2 separate regions of the Mus musculus genome follow, and region 1 is linked to region 2. The links are chromatin contacts, called in public Hi-C maps. All regions are on one chromosome and are shown on one strand. Each heading gives the region's core, a stretch centred on a gene start, on an enhancer-like site or on the middle of the called end of the contact. The rest is flanking DNA. Distances are from core to core; before and after follow the strand shown. Region 1 has its middle 64 kb from the start of Gm25377. Region 2 overlaps Gm40293 (a long non-coding RNA gene).

What was found. Hi-C and Micro-C count contacts between places; a contact is called where the count stands out from the background.
Region 1: a contact with region 2 is called in a Hi-C map of cerebellum, with 2.6 times the contacts expected there. The contact joins two enhancer-like sites. A contact is called at or near these places in 3 of 484 Hi-C or Micro-C datasets (brain and cerebellum).

Annotation. Positions count from the first base shown.
Region 1 is chr5:39,454,090-39,460,719 of GRCm38.p6, forward strand. No RefSeq gene overlaps it. Among named protein-coding and RNA genes, the nearest start is that of Gm25377, 64 kb to the right of the region's middle. Within about 2 kb of position 4,137, at least 3 of the 459 cell types and tissues checked have an H3K27ac peak or open chromatin away from gene starts, as enhancers often do. A contact at or near this core is called in cerebellum, where this site is marked.
Region 2 is chr5:39,271,601-39,278,376 of GRCm38.p6, forward strand. The region is part of intron 1 of Gm40293 (a long non-coding RNA gene); the gene reads right to left. Among named protein-coding and RNA genes, the nearest start is that of Gm40293, 32 kb to the right of the region's middle. Within about 2 kb of position 2,306, at least 2 of the 459 cell types and tissues checked have an H3K27ac peak or open chromatin away from gene starts, as enhancers often do. A contact at or near this core is called in cerebellum, where this site is marked.

The DNA of each region.
Region 1 (6,630 bases), core at 2,887-5,386, 180 kb after region 2:
TGTGCTAGTCTCAGGCCATTTTCCTGCCTTGAATTTATAGCTTTTTACTCCTCATTTCTGTTTCTGTGAGTGGCAGGTTCATCCCCTCTATTTTCTCATCATATTTTAGATGGTTTGATTGGCTTAAATAATCTTTTATTTTTTTAATGTCTGAAAGCTAAAATAGTCCTGGGATAGGGGAAGTAACCAACACATCAGCACAAATGATATAATTTGAGACTTTAAACCCACTGTAATAGTGGGGACCTTCTCCATGTGCTAGTGAGGCAGAGTTCTCTGGACGAAAAAAGGATCTGATAACAGATGAACCAGGATTTGAACCAAGATGTTCTGATCATGACCACATGTGCTCTTCCTCTAACCTAAACTGTGGCCATTGTAGTCTTTGCCAGACAAAAAGAGAGCTACAAGCAATGGGTTAGACCCATGGAGAAATGGTGGAGAACAGACTGGAGCCACAGGGAACAAAGAACATCTATTAAGATAATATTTTATTAGTCTGGGTGAGAGACAATACCATAAATGAACATTAAGGCAGTGGAGATGGAAAGATGTGGCTGCTGAATTTAGAACACACTGACTGTCAACTTGACAAAGCCTAGAAACACCTTTAAAAAACTAAGCTCAATGAGTAATTGTCTAACAGATTGTTCTGTTGGTATGCCTGTGAACAATGATTTTGCCTACTGCATGATGTAATAGCATTCAGTCCATGGAAGGGAACCCCATCCCTACAGAGATGGTCCTGGGCTGTATAAGCAACCTAGCTAAGCGCTAACCTCTGAGTGATCCAGCAAGCAGCTTTCCTCCACAGCTCTTTGCTTTAGATTCCTGCATGAGTTCCTGGCCTGGCTTCTCTCCATGAAAGCCTGTGACCAGGAAGAGGAAATAAGTCCTTTCCTCTTATAGGCTGTTTTAATCAGGCTGTTTTAACACAGCAACTGAGAGAAAACTAGAATATTTAGGTTAACTGAGTTAAAATATGTTTTAGCCCTAACCTGTGAGTATTAAAGGAAGCCGATATGTGTGTGATGGTAAAGTGTGGGAAAAGAAGTATTCTGCATAAGATTAGCTGTCAGTGCCTTAGTGAGCCCGTGCCCCTAGGCTATGACCTTCAAACTTATTTATCAGCAAAACCCATATAGGTGAGAGACAGAAGTGAAAAAAAGATTAGAAATGGGGGTGTCACTTTCCTTGTTTCAAGTGTAAGAGAATGTGTCACTAACGGGAACACTAACATCAAGATATGGATATGGCCGTACCATATAAGACTCAGAAAAGCACAGCACTCTCCTAAACTTAAGGCACCTACAAATGGTTTTTCTCTTGGGATGGTGTGTGTGTTGTCTCTAGAAATTTCCCAACTATAATTGAGGTTTTGCTAGGCGAGATGATCACAGCACTTGAGGGAGCAGGGCAGGAAAAATGGAAACGTGAAGGCATTCGTGACTATGTGGCTACCCTGTCGCAGGCAAACAGCTGTTCATAATTCCAACCCAGCTTAATCAGCAGTCAAATCAGCCCTTGTAAAGTTGGGATTCTTCGTGTATTCTGAGTTCCCCATATCATATCAGGCATCCATGGGCCATGAAGAGTTACTGTTCTACTTGTTCAGCTTTCTTCTTGGAAGAAGTGCTGTCAATCGAGAGTCTTATGTTTCATGCCCGTAACGAGAAATCTTTCATTAGGTTTTTAAAACTGGAATGGGCACAACAATGCATAGTCATTTTGCATTTGTAACCTAACTCTGCAACCTCCCCTTACCTCATCAATATAAGCCACCTAGTCTTTGCCTCATGAGGTAGCTATCCTTCAGGAGGATAACCAGTATTGATTTTTGGTTTGCTTCTGAATTACAAATAGTTCTTATGCATTCTGGGGATTAAACTAGCCATATACATTATTCACAGGTGTGGTCTCCATTCCATGGGTTGTCATTTTAGTCTGATTGTTTCTTTTGAAATGCCTAAAAGTTTATATTTTCTTTATTCTTGATACTTTCATGCATGTGTACCATGAAGCATGATCATAACCACCCCCTTTTGCCTTTAAGCTTCCTCTTGTCCCTCTAAGCACATCTTTGTCTCATTGTTGCAACTCAGCCAAGTTCCATCACTGCTGCTCATACATTCATGAGTATGTATAAGCCCATCCTTCGAAATATGGGAATACTATCAGTGGCCACACCCTTAAAAAGAATAGTTCTTCCTCTCTCAGCAACTATTAATGGCATATATGTTCATGAAAGTGGGTGAGACCTGGAGATTGTCTATCTCATCTATGCTGAAATATGATCTAGGCTGATTGTATGCAGGTTACCCAAGTGCTTTTGAATTCCTGGGCATGGTTAGTCTAATACAATCTTTCTCATTTTGTTTTATTAGTTGAGATTTTGCTGCTGCAATCACAAAAAACACTGCATAAACTAAGGCATGGCATGTTCCCTTATGTTTACTTCCAGTTTTACAATTTCAAAAGATTTAAATACATAGTTCTCTGTGCATGTACAAACAGTTATTAGGTAAGCTCCTCAAGAATGTTGTATCCAAACTATTAATCAGTAGGACATACAGAAAAGGAAAATAGTATGGAGGTTTTTCAAAACTTGAAAAAATAGAACTATTTTATGACTAAGTAATAGCACTTCTCTATATTTTAAAAATAATTGAAAATAATATATCAACTATATATTACAATAATCATTGCAGCCTTAACAGCTGCTGATATATGGTAATCAATGTGAGGTGAGTGCCCATCAAGAGATGAAGAGACAAAGAAAATGCATTCATATATGTATAATAAAATACAACTTCTCTTTTAAAAAATAAAAACATTGATCTCTACAGTAAGAAGGGTAAGCATTCGAGATCTTCAAAATGAACTAAATGGGGCAAAATGCTGAATGAATGTATGTATAGTACGTGTATATATAATAGATTCTCATATGTATAATGAAAAGTATTCACATTCAGAAATATGATAGTTAGCAGGATCAGGGTTGGCATCATGGAGCTGAGTTGTTGTTTGGTATGTTTCTCCACACAACAGTTAGCTTATAGATAGCAAGTATTGTGCACTTTAAGATGTGTCCGGAGAATAATTCTTTTGTTCTGTTCAAAACAACACAAGTTTTGTTTTTTTTTTTTAAAAAACATAAGCTTGGAACAAGCAACATGGGTCAGCACAGAAAAGCTCTTGCCTTCAAGACATTACCTGGGATACATATGGTTTAAAGAGAAAATCAAAGTGACTCCCAAAAGTTGCCCTCTGACGTTCCTGGGTGCACAGTGGCATGTGCACTCTTTTTTCCCCCTTACAACAATTGAATAGATGAACAAATATAAAAAACAGTTTTAAAAACACATACACTTAAATGCTGAATGGAAGTGGATAAAACTGATTCGCTGCCTGCTTGTAAATAAAGACTCATATAAACAGACACAATAATCAAAAGAATTCCTATTATAAGAATTACTGATATCTAGCCAATTCTCAATAAATGCTAGTCCCCTCATCTCAGTGTTTCCACACTTAATTCTAACCTCTGGCAAACTGGATTTAGGCTGAAATTTATACTAGAATTACAAGTGACTTCATTACTTCATAACATGTTTTGCCAGTTTGGAAAAAGAAAAGGCAAGAACTGAATTTAGAATGATTTCTAAGGTCATACAGAGATCTGAAATTATCTCCTGTCTCTTATTTCAATAAGGGCAGCAGTCTCAAATACAGAAAGACTGGTCTAGGCTGCTTAACTAGCCTGGCACTGGTGATCTATCAAAACTTATTTTGAGATGCAAATAATGAGTTTTTTTAAAGCAGGATTTTAGTCAACCTGTTTATTAAATTATTTTACCCTCTGTATTATTTGGACCCAGAGAATAACAGGAATGGTGTCAAGATTTTTTTGTTTAGCTTGCATTCACAACATGTATCTGGTGAGGAAGGGGTTGCCCACTGACATGCACAGAAGGTGAATGATGTCCACACAATCAGGATGATGCTTGTATATCTCCTGAAGCTCTGAGAGACTTTGAAATCACCTCCCTGACCCAAAAGGAGACTGGCACCAACAAGCATCAAACTGTTATGGATAAAGGAGCCAACTTAGAAACCTGACAGGTAATGAGATACTCACATCCGCCAAGGTGAACAGATGGCCATCTTCAGAGGACACAGAACAATTGTCACTAAAAACAGAGTCTGAGACTGTGTGAAAAGAAGGCTGCTTTCCAAACTCAGACCCTGGGAAAACAGGACAGGCTATATCTGAGATGAGAGGAAGGGAGTGGAAATTTGAGAAGGAGCTGTTGTTTGCAGAAATGGATAGCTGGGGAGATGACTTTCTCTTTGGTCTAAGATTTCTAAGAAGTAGTGCCATTGTGTATTCATTGCTGAAATAAAAGGCGCTGTCACACCTGGCAGAGATACAGGGTTGAGAGATTTAAAGCAAGAACATCAGAATAAGCTGTGTTTGTTTTGTTCCTAATGTGAAGTGTTTCAATTCTTTCCGGGAATTGGCAGGGGTGTGTGTGTGTGTGTGTGTGTGTGTGTGTGTGTGTGTGTGTGTGTGTGTGTGTATGACTAAAACTGTAATTAAATTTACATTGTACATTAATCCTTCTACCTTGAATTGGGTTTTATAATGGCAGAGTGTTTATGTATAATCTGTGAAGTTTTAAGGAACTCGGTGTTGGACAGATAACCCACCTGACCTTAACTAAAGCATTGCCGAAAGCACTGAAATTTCCATTTGGTAAGATTCTAGACTCAAGAGCACATAAATTGTGACATCTTCATTGTTCATGACAGACTCACATGTCTCCTCTGGCAGAAAGCAAATAGGCTATGACTTAAGCAAAAGTTATTATTATTGGTTTAATCCTAAAGCTTTCAAAGGGATGATAAGATGTGGCCCATTCTGATAGGTTACTTTGTTCATGTATATATATATGTATGTGTAAGCATGTGTGTGCACATATGTGTGTTCTCTATGTAGAACCCAGAGAAGGCTGCTACAAGCCCAGCTCTGTCACTTTCTCATTTCCTACTTCATTTCCTGGAGATGCTGTCTCTCACTGAAGATGGAGTTTCCCCAATTTCTTTTATTTCTGCCTCTCAACACTAGAGTTACAGTCATATACATGTATCCAGCTTTCACATGTATACAGAAGAAAGAATCTTTGGTCCTCATGCTTTCAAAGCAACTACTCGTACTCACTGAACTATTTCCCCAAACAAGTTATAATAATTTTGGATCTTTACTAGTATTAGTTTGGTTGATCAATATAACTGTATTTCATTGTCGGATGCCATGTGTTGTTTTGATGTGTATACAGTGTTTCATGGGTAAATCTAGCAGATCCATCATTTTGCTTACTCACAATCAATATCACCTCAATGTATTCATGGACAACTGCTGTAGTGTAGGAATCTATATGTTAGACTGTCCCTGTGAAAGGTCTACCACTAAATAAGCATTTTGCTAATAGAGTGATCTTTCCTCCCCATTTCTCCTGGGGATAATGAAAACAGTCATTAGCTAATATGGAAGAATCAACTGTGGATGGCACGCCCTAATCCTGCTTTCTTCTGAGGAATCAACCATGCACTGGGACCCAGTTTTCCTTTTGCTCTGTTTGATGAAATTCTTACCTGACTAACCTGGTTCCCTCTTCCTGGATGGACAATTAGTTAACTAGACCAGAGGTAACATCTGCTTACCTTTACAGGTTTATTCTTCGACTGAGTCCAGGATTTCTGATTCTTGGATAAAAAGTTCTGACAAAAGCTGGGTCTCTTTGCTTTTTGATTCTTGAACATTTATATATTATATATAAAATTAAATTTTGTGTATGGGTGTTTTGTCTGCTTGTATGTGTGTTCCCATGTGCAAGGAGTGCCTGAGGAGGTCAAAAGAGGACAACCTGAAACTGAAATTACAGATGTTGGGCATTGCCATGTGTCATGTGGGTGTTGAGAATCAAACTTGAGTCCCTGGAAGAACAAGTCAGTGTTTTTGACCACTAAGCTAGTTCATTAGCCCTGACATGTCTCATTTTAAATTTTTGTTCCACATATGAAAGAAAATGTGTAGTTGTCCTTATCAGTCAAATTTATATCACTGATTATTTTTGATTGCATCCATTTTCCTGCTAATGCCATGAGTTCTTTTTCTAATAGTTGAGTAAAATTTCATAAGTATGTGTCATACTTTATCTCAAAACAGTTTTATTGAATTTCTCTGATGGCTAAAGAAGTTGAAAATCCTTTTATATGTTTATTGGCCATTAGTGTTTCTTCTTGTCAGAAATGTGTGCTCAGTTCATTAGTTCATTTATTGATTAGATGAGTTTGGCTGATGTTTCCTTTTTGCAGCTCTTCATATATCTTGGATATTAATCCTCTGACTGATGTGTGAATGGGCAAAGACTCTTTTGCTTATTCTATATAGCTTTCTGTTTCTTGGTGATTGTTTCCTTTGCTGTTCTGAAGCATCATAGTCTTATGTAATCTCATTTGTTTCCTGTGTTATTGAAGGTCTTGACTATAGTTGATTCTTGCAGTAGGTTTTTGCTGTTGTTGTTTGTTTTGCTCTTGTTTGTTCTGGAGATTGATTTCTGTGTTTTG
Region 2 (6,776 bases), core at 1,056-3,555:
ATTAGTCCTTACTACCATTTAGAAGAATTTTTGCTATGTGTGTGTGTGTGTGTGTGTGTGTGTGTGTGTGTGTGTGTGTGTGTTGTCTGCATATTTTATCTAGACCACATATATCTGGTGCCCACAGAGGCCAGAAGAGGGTATCAGATCCCCTGGAACTGAAATTATGGATTGAAATTATGGATGGTCATAAGTCACAATGTGGGCTCCAGGAATCTAACTCAGGTCCTTGAAAGAGTAACAAACACTATAAGCCACTGGCTAATCTATTGTGACCTATATCACCTTCCTACTTATAATTGTTTCTATCAGATGTTTATGACAGAGACAACACATCTAATATACCAAGTCATGTAATATGATTGGACAATAGCACTTCTTCAGCATATCCTAGAGACTGGAATGTGGAGTGAGAAAGCCAAATAAGGAAACCCCCCAGTAAGATACAGACTAAGAGTTAGAGAAGGATTAAAATTTTCTTTGGAGAGCAGAATTGGACACAGGTTAACTTTCTCATATTATAATCAGGCTTTACAGTATAAATTCTAAGCAAGTTAATAAATTGCTTAAGAACAGAAAATAGGAGACACTAGAGTAGATGATCTGTGGTATTTTTTAAGAAATTGATTTTATATATATGTGCAGATCTATTTTATGCATATACATCATATGCATATAGACACACACACACACACACACACACACACACACACACACACACACACACACACAAGTACCATATGCATGTTGATTCCAGAAGAAGCCAGCAGAGGACATTAGATCCCCTGGAATTGGAATTATAGATGGTTGCAAAAAGCCATTTGGATACTGAGAATTGAATATGGGTTTTCCGGCAGAGCAGTAAGTGTTCTTAACCACTGAGCCTCCTTTCCAGTCCATGAGGAATTCTGAAACTTTCCTTGGTTAATAGAACTCTTCTGTGTTAATGCCTACCCAATAGGGTAGCACTGTTGCTTCAAAGTCACCCTCCCTAGAGAACACTTTCTGAATCCGTTCAGTGTTTGCTTTCTTCCTTATGTGATTTGTGAACTCAAGCACACGGCGAGGAAGCTGCAATAATCCTTGAGCTTATTTATTTTCAATTAGAATCTCATTCCATCCTCTTGGTAGTCATTTCCATAGTCTTTCCCCCCTTTTCCTTTTCTGTTTTAAAATGAACACCAGTTCATGAAAAGCAGAGGCACTAACTGCAGTTTTGAGCCTTAGTCAATCAGATTCTCCAAGGTACAATTTCTGGTCCTCTTACCATGGGCTTCACTCTGGGAATTCAGAAATGGAATTGGGTTACCAGTCAGTTATGTTCAGTGCCTGTGGATGCACTGTAAGAGGACAGCAGGAATAATCTTGCCACATCCTTGCATGGATTAGGGATTTGGACAAGACTGGGATGGCAAGAAAGCAATAATAATAATAATAATAATAATAATAATAATAATAATAATAATAATAATAAACAATAATAGACAGAGGCAGGCACACAAAATAACTGGGGTCGGGTAGACAGGGTTCTCTGTGAAAAAAACTGTAGTACCTTGGGAGCTCATCATGTATATTATGTACAGTTGAACAATGAAGCTTAATAAGGAGGCAGGGCTATGATTAATAGCTGGATCAAGGAGATGGGTCTAGCTAAACTCAGCATGAGTAGCTTCTGTAGGGTAGAAGTTTCTAGGCCATAGAAGGAGGGATAAGCTATGGTGGGTTTTTTTTTTTTTTTTGCACACACTATCAGCATCTACACATGGACTAGACAAAGACCATGCCATTTTCTTTTGAGCTTTACCTTAGGGTTGGGAACGGGGAGTTTGCCATTCCTCACTGGATCTGAGGCTCCTGTGCTCTTTATGTTATTATAGCCAGCAAGTTCTCACAATGAAGTGATGGCATGGCTCAGGAGAAGCTTGAAAGCTATATGTTACCATAGCCTCAAATGTAGCCAGCCAAGGCTAGGATGGCACAGCTCAGGAATATGGCTGGGCTTGGCAACTTACTGAGCTCTCTCCTAACAGCATACTCTTATTTCACTGTCTACTCTAAGGACAATACATAATAGTATGTTCTCTCAAGAGACCTTTAATATAGTACTGGCCATTACGGTGTGTTGACATGTGGCTTGCTCAGAGTGAATGGATATCAAAATGCAGTTTCCTGTCTCTGGGATTTGTCAGTCAGCCATACTCAACACTTTGCCCAAAGCAATCACAGCCATTACCTCTGTGATCAGGTTAGTGCCCTGGCTCAAATCCCTGCCATTGACCTCATTGTTGTTTTGCCCAATGCCATCTGTTTTCCACTTCCTCCTGAATTTTTTCCAGGATGAATCTTCTCGTGTCTAATGCTTTCCTCTAACCAGCACTCCCAGCTGTCTTTCAAATGTGTGTCTCTCCCTCCTCTGTGCTATCTCATTCTGCCACCTCTTTGTGTTTCCAAACTTAGCATGCTCATTTTTCAAGTGGTATGGGAAGTCTTCAGCAACAGCCCAGGCTTCTCTGCTCTTGAGGTATGAACTAATAATCTTAAATGTTACTAATGAGTAAGGTGGCTCAGCAGGTATAGATGCTTGGTCCCCAGCCAGAGGACCAGATTTCGAGCTTCCCAATTTACAAGCGCAAGAAGAGAACTAATCCATGAAAATAATGTCCCCTGAATTCCATATACACACCATAGAAAATATACCCATACCACCACATCCCATACACACACACACACACAGAGAGAGAGAGAGAGAGAGAGAGAGAGAGAGAGAGAGAGAGAGAGAGAGAGAGAGAGAGAAAGAGAGAGAGAGAGAGAGGGAGGGAGAGAGAGAGACAGAGACAGAGAGAGACAGAGACAGAGAGACAGAGACTGAGACAGAGGCAGAGAGAGAGACAGAGAAAAACAGAGACAGAGTAACACACACACACAGACACAGGGAGTCAGTTACAAATAAACTTAAAGCTTTTTGGAAAAAAAAAGAAATTAAAGTTACCATGAACTAGAGACTGCAGACCTAGCTCAGTTTGTAGTGTTTGGCTAGCATGCATAAAGCCCTAGGCTTAATCCCCATCATAGCAAAGAGCAGGCAGAAGAGTGCATTTTTGTAATCATAGCACTTGAGAAGAAAAAGCAGGAGGATCAGAAATCCAAGATTTTTGTCAGCCATATCTGTGAATTTCAGATCAGAACGGGTAATATGAAATCTTATCTAAAAAAGGAAAACAAAACAAAACAAAACAAAACACCACCACCATCGCCATGATATCCACTAGGCTATAGACATAAATGCACAGATAATAAACATAGGTAGAAGTATGTATTATATTTATGGATAAGCATGAGCACATGATGTAATTGACTATCATGAGGATGCTGCAGCAGCTCTGAGGGATTCCTCTTGCTTTTCTGCTGTAAGGAATTAAGCCCAGTCAAGACTTTGAGTGACTGAGGCTCTGGCACATTTCAGACTGAGTCCTCGCAAGAGGCTCTCACCCACATTCCTGCAGCTCTGCAGACTGCACTTTTTACCCTCAGCAACTTCAGTGAATATTTTTTGAATGGCAATGTATACAGATCAATCAATCAATCAATCAATCAATCAATCAATCAATGACATAAATACCTAGTACATAGAGATGAATGCATGCCAAGCATTCTGCTAATAGCTTTCCCTGCCTAATAATCTATCCATTCTCTGTCTACTTCAGGGAAGTATTTCAGAATCTATATGTCCATTTTCCAGGTGTGAATACCAGAATTTAAAGCTGTTAAGCACTTTACATGGAAAGTCAAAATTCAAAGTGTTCCCATGGATTAGGGTGTCAGACTGATCTCTGTGAACGTCACACAGAGGCCTAGGATCATAGAATGTTTTCTCCTAATGATCCATAGTTTTCTCTACATTTTATTCTAGTGCAATTTGAATGTTTTGAAGGCAAAATTTTCTTGTAGCTAATCTATCTTATTTGGTGTTTGAGTTTGCAAAGAATTGGACTTGCTTTGTTGAGACTTGTGTGTGTATGTGTGTGTACATGTACTTGTGTGTACATAAATGAATTTGCATATGTGCTCACATGAATATGTGCGAATGGATGTGTATGGGCACATGTGCTAGCATGTGAATCACCATGCATGTGTATGTGCATGAGTGTGCTTCCTGGCATAATTAAAAGCATAGCTGTAAGACAACTTGGGAGAGTGTCATGTACTATGATGAGGCTTCCAAATGTTTCACAAAAGGATTCTAATTCCTTCCCTCCAAGTAAGTGGCAATAGAATATGTAAGTCCACAGACATATGGAGACAATTTCAGCTTCTTGCCAAGAGAGGCTGGAAGATTAGCTCCCATCAAGCCAACTGAGTCAATAATCAATTCTTGCCTTAAGCTTCATTCTTTCTCAGTCAGGGAACATTCAAAGGATCTGGATATGGCTAGGGTATTTAGAAGATGTTTTAAGGCTGAACACATGGAGAAGAGATGGGAATGATTCTAGGAGTGAGGACAAGGTGGCAGATTTTCTAAGGTCACTGTTAGCCAAGGAAGGTTTCATTATTGTAACTTCATTACTGTCACATCTCTGTGAACAACAGCAAACACCTTGCAGAACCATCTCCCGCAGGAAGGGAAACTGGGATATAAGGACCACTGACTATTTTCTTCATTGGTGATGGATGCCTGTGAAGCTGTATCCATTACAAATCTCTGTTGTACAGTACGATGACTAAGGTGGCTTACTACTACTCATGTCTAAAGCACGGAGTGGAAATACAGATAATACAGAAATAAATGAATATCTCTACTGTAGCTGAGGCTGCAGGAATAGGAACTACCAGAAACCTTGGCTCTAGCAGATGCCCATGGCCCTTTAAGGCTGGAGCTCGGGGCAGCTGGTAGAGCTTGCCAGAGGCAGCAACAGATAATGAAAGGGATAGAGGTGAACTGAGTGTGCTCATGTGCTGTTTATTATCCAAAATCAGCTAACCTCATGAGTCACTGTTTCTTCAGTGAGAAATTTGTTTTTAATTTATTAAATTTTATTTTATTTTATTTTATTTTTTATTAGATATTTTCTTCATTGACATTTCAAATGCTATCCCCAAAGCCCTCTATACCCTCCCCCAGCCCTTCTCCCCATCCGACCCACTCCCGCCTCCTGGCCCTGGCATTCTCCCTGTTTTAAATGGGCAAAGAGAAACCTAAAGTTCATTTAGGTAACTAACTAACTAACTAACTAACTAACTAACTAATATCATGTGTTCATGAACTTTCTATGTTAGAAAAAAAGTATGTGGCCTGTCCCTATCACTTGAGGTTTCTGTCGGAAGATAATACAGAAATAAATGAATATCTCTATTTCTGTCTATGTATGATATATAGAAATAAGTGAAAACATGTAGAGTTCTTCACTGTCTCACCCAGATAGCACCCAGCTAGTGCCTGTCACCAAAGGCAATAAACATCCAATATAACATAATAAATATAATATAATAAATAAAATGAAATTCTTTCTATTCCCGAGGAAGGCTTTGAAAAAGCCACAATAGAATATTCAGTGTATCTCAAAGCTCTCCAGAAGCCCCTGTAGGGAACATCACTACAAATATACTCACTACTATCTGACGTCTCTAGCAGTTTATACCAAACAGCATCTGTTGTTCTTAAACTATCACACACACACACACACACACACACACACACACACACACACACGCATATATATATATATATGGTGAAGAGAAGTAAATATCAAACAAGTCGTTGAGGTAAGAGGAAGAACAGGTTGTGATATGAGATAGATGTTTTTATACACAGTTTCTGGCATAACTGAGAAATACACACTCAGGTGGTCAAAAGTCTGAAGTAAATATGTGTGCTGGATTGGTTAGTGCCATTTAACACACACTAGGGTTTTATGGACAAAAGAAATTCAATTGAGAAAATGCCTTTATAATATTGGGATGTAGATATGTCTGTGGGATATTTTCTTGATTGATGATTGATATGGGATGGTCCATCTCACTGTGGGAAGATAGTCCTGGGTCATATAAGAATGGCAGACCAAGCAACTCTGAAGGGGAAAAAAAACCTAAAAAACAAAAACTAAACAATTTCAACAACAACAACAACCACCACCTCAACAACAAACCCAAACAGCAATAACACTCTTTTGTGTCTGCTGCTTCAATTCCTGCCTTCAGGTCCTGCCAGAGTTCCTACCCTGGTTTATCCTCATTATCTACTTAAGCTATATAATGAGATAAATGCATAACCCCAAATAAACTTGTTCAGGGGTTTATCAGAGCAACAGAGAAACAACCTAAAACAGAAGTTGGTACCGGAGGTGGGGTAAATTTTGTTTGTTGTAGAGTTGCGGGAATATTTGGAATTTAGGGCTAGAAAATCTCTTGAGCACTCAAATTTAGTGAACTGTTCTGTAGGAACTTGGCAGTTAATGTTGAGAGAGATATAGGCAAGGGAAGGTCGCTTCTGTACTTTCAGAGAGAAACAATGGGCATTAAGGCTATCTATGTGACATTTTGAATTATGAATCTATGGTTGCTGGTCAACTAGGGCTAAGGCCAGCAACACTAAAGTGAAATTTTTATGTTACTGGGAAAATGAATCCTGGCAAACTGAGGCTGAAGAAATCTCATCTTTTATTATTAAGACATCTGTATTTTGGAGGTGAATGCATCTTCTTGAAAGTATTTCCTTAGGGCTAGCACACAAAGTCATGTGGTCCAGGGACCAAGGATGCCTCTAAAGCTGGCAGTTGAAT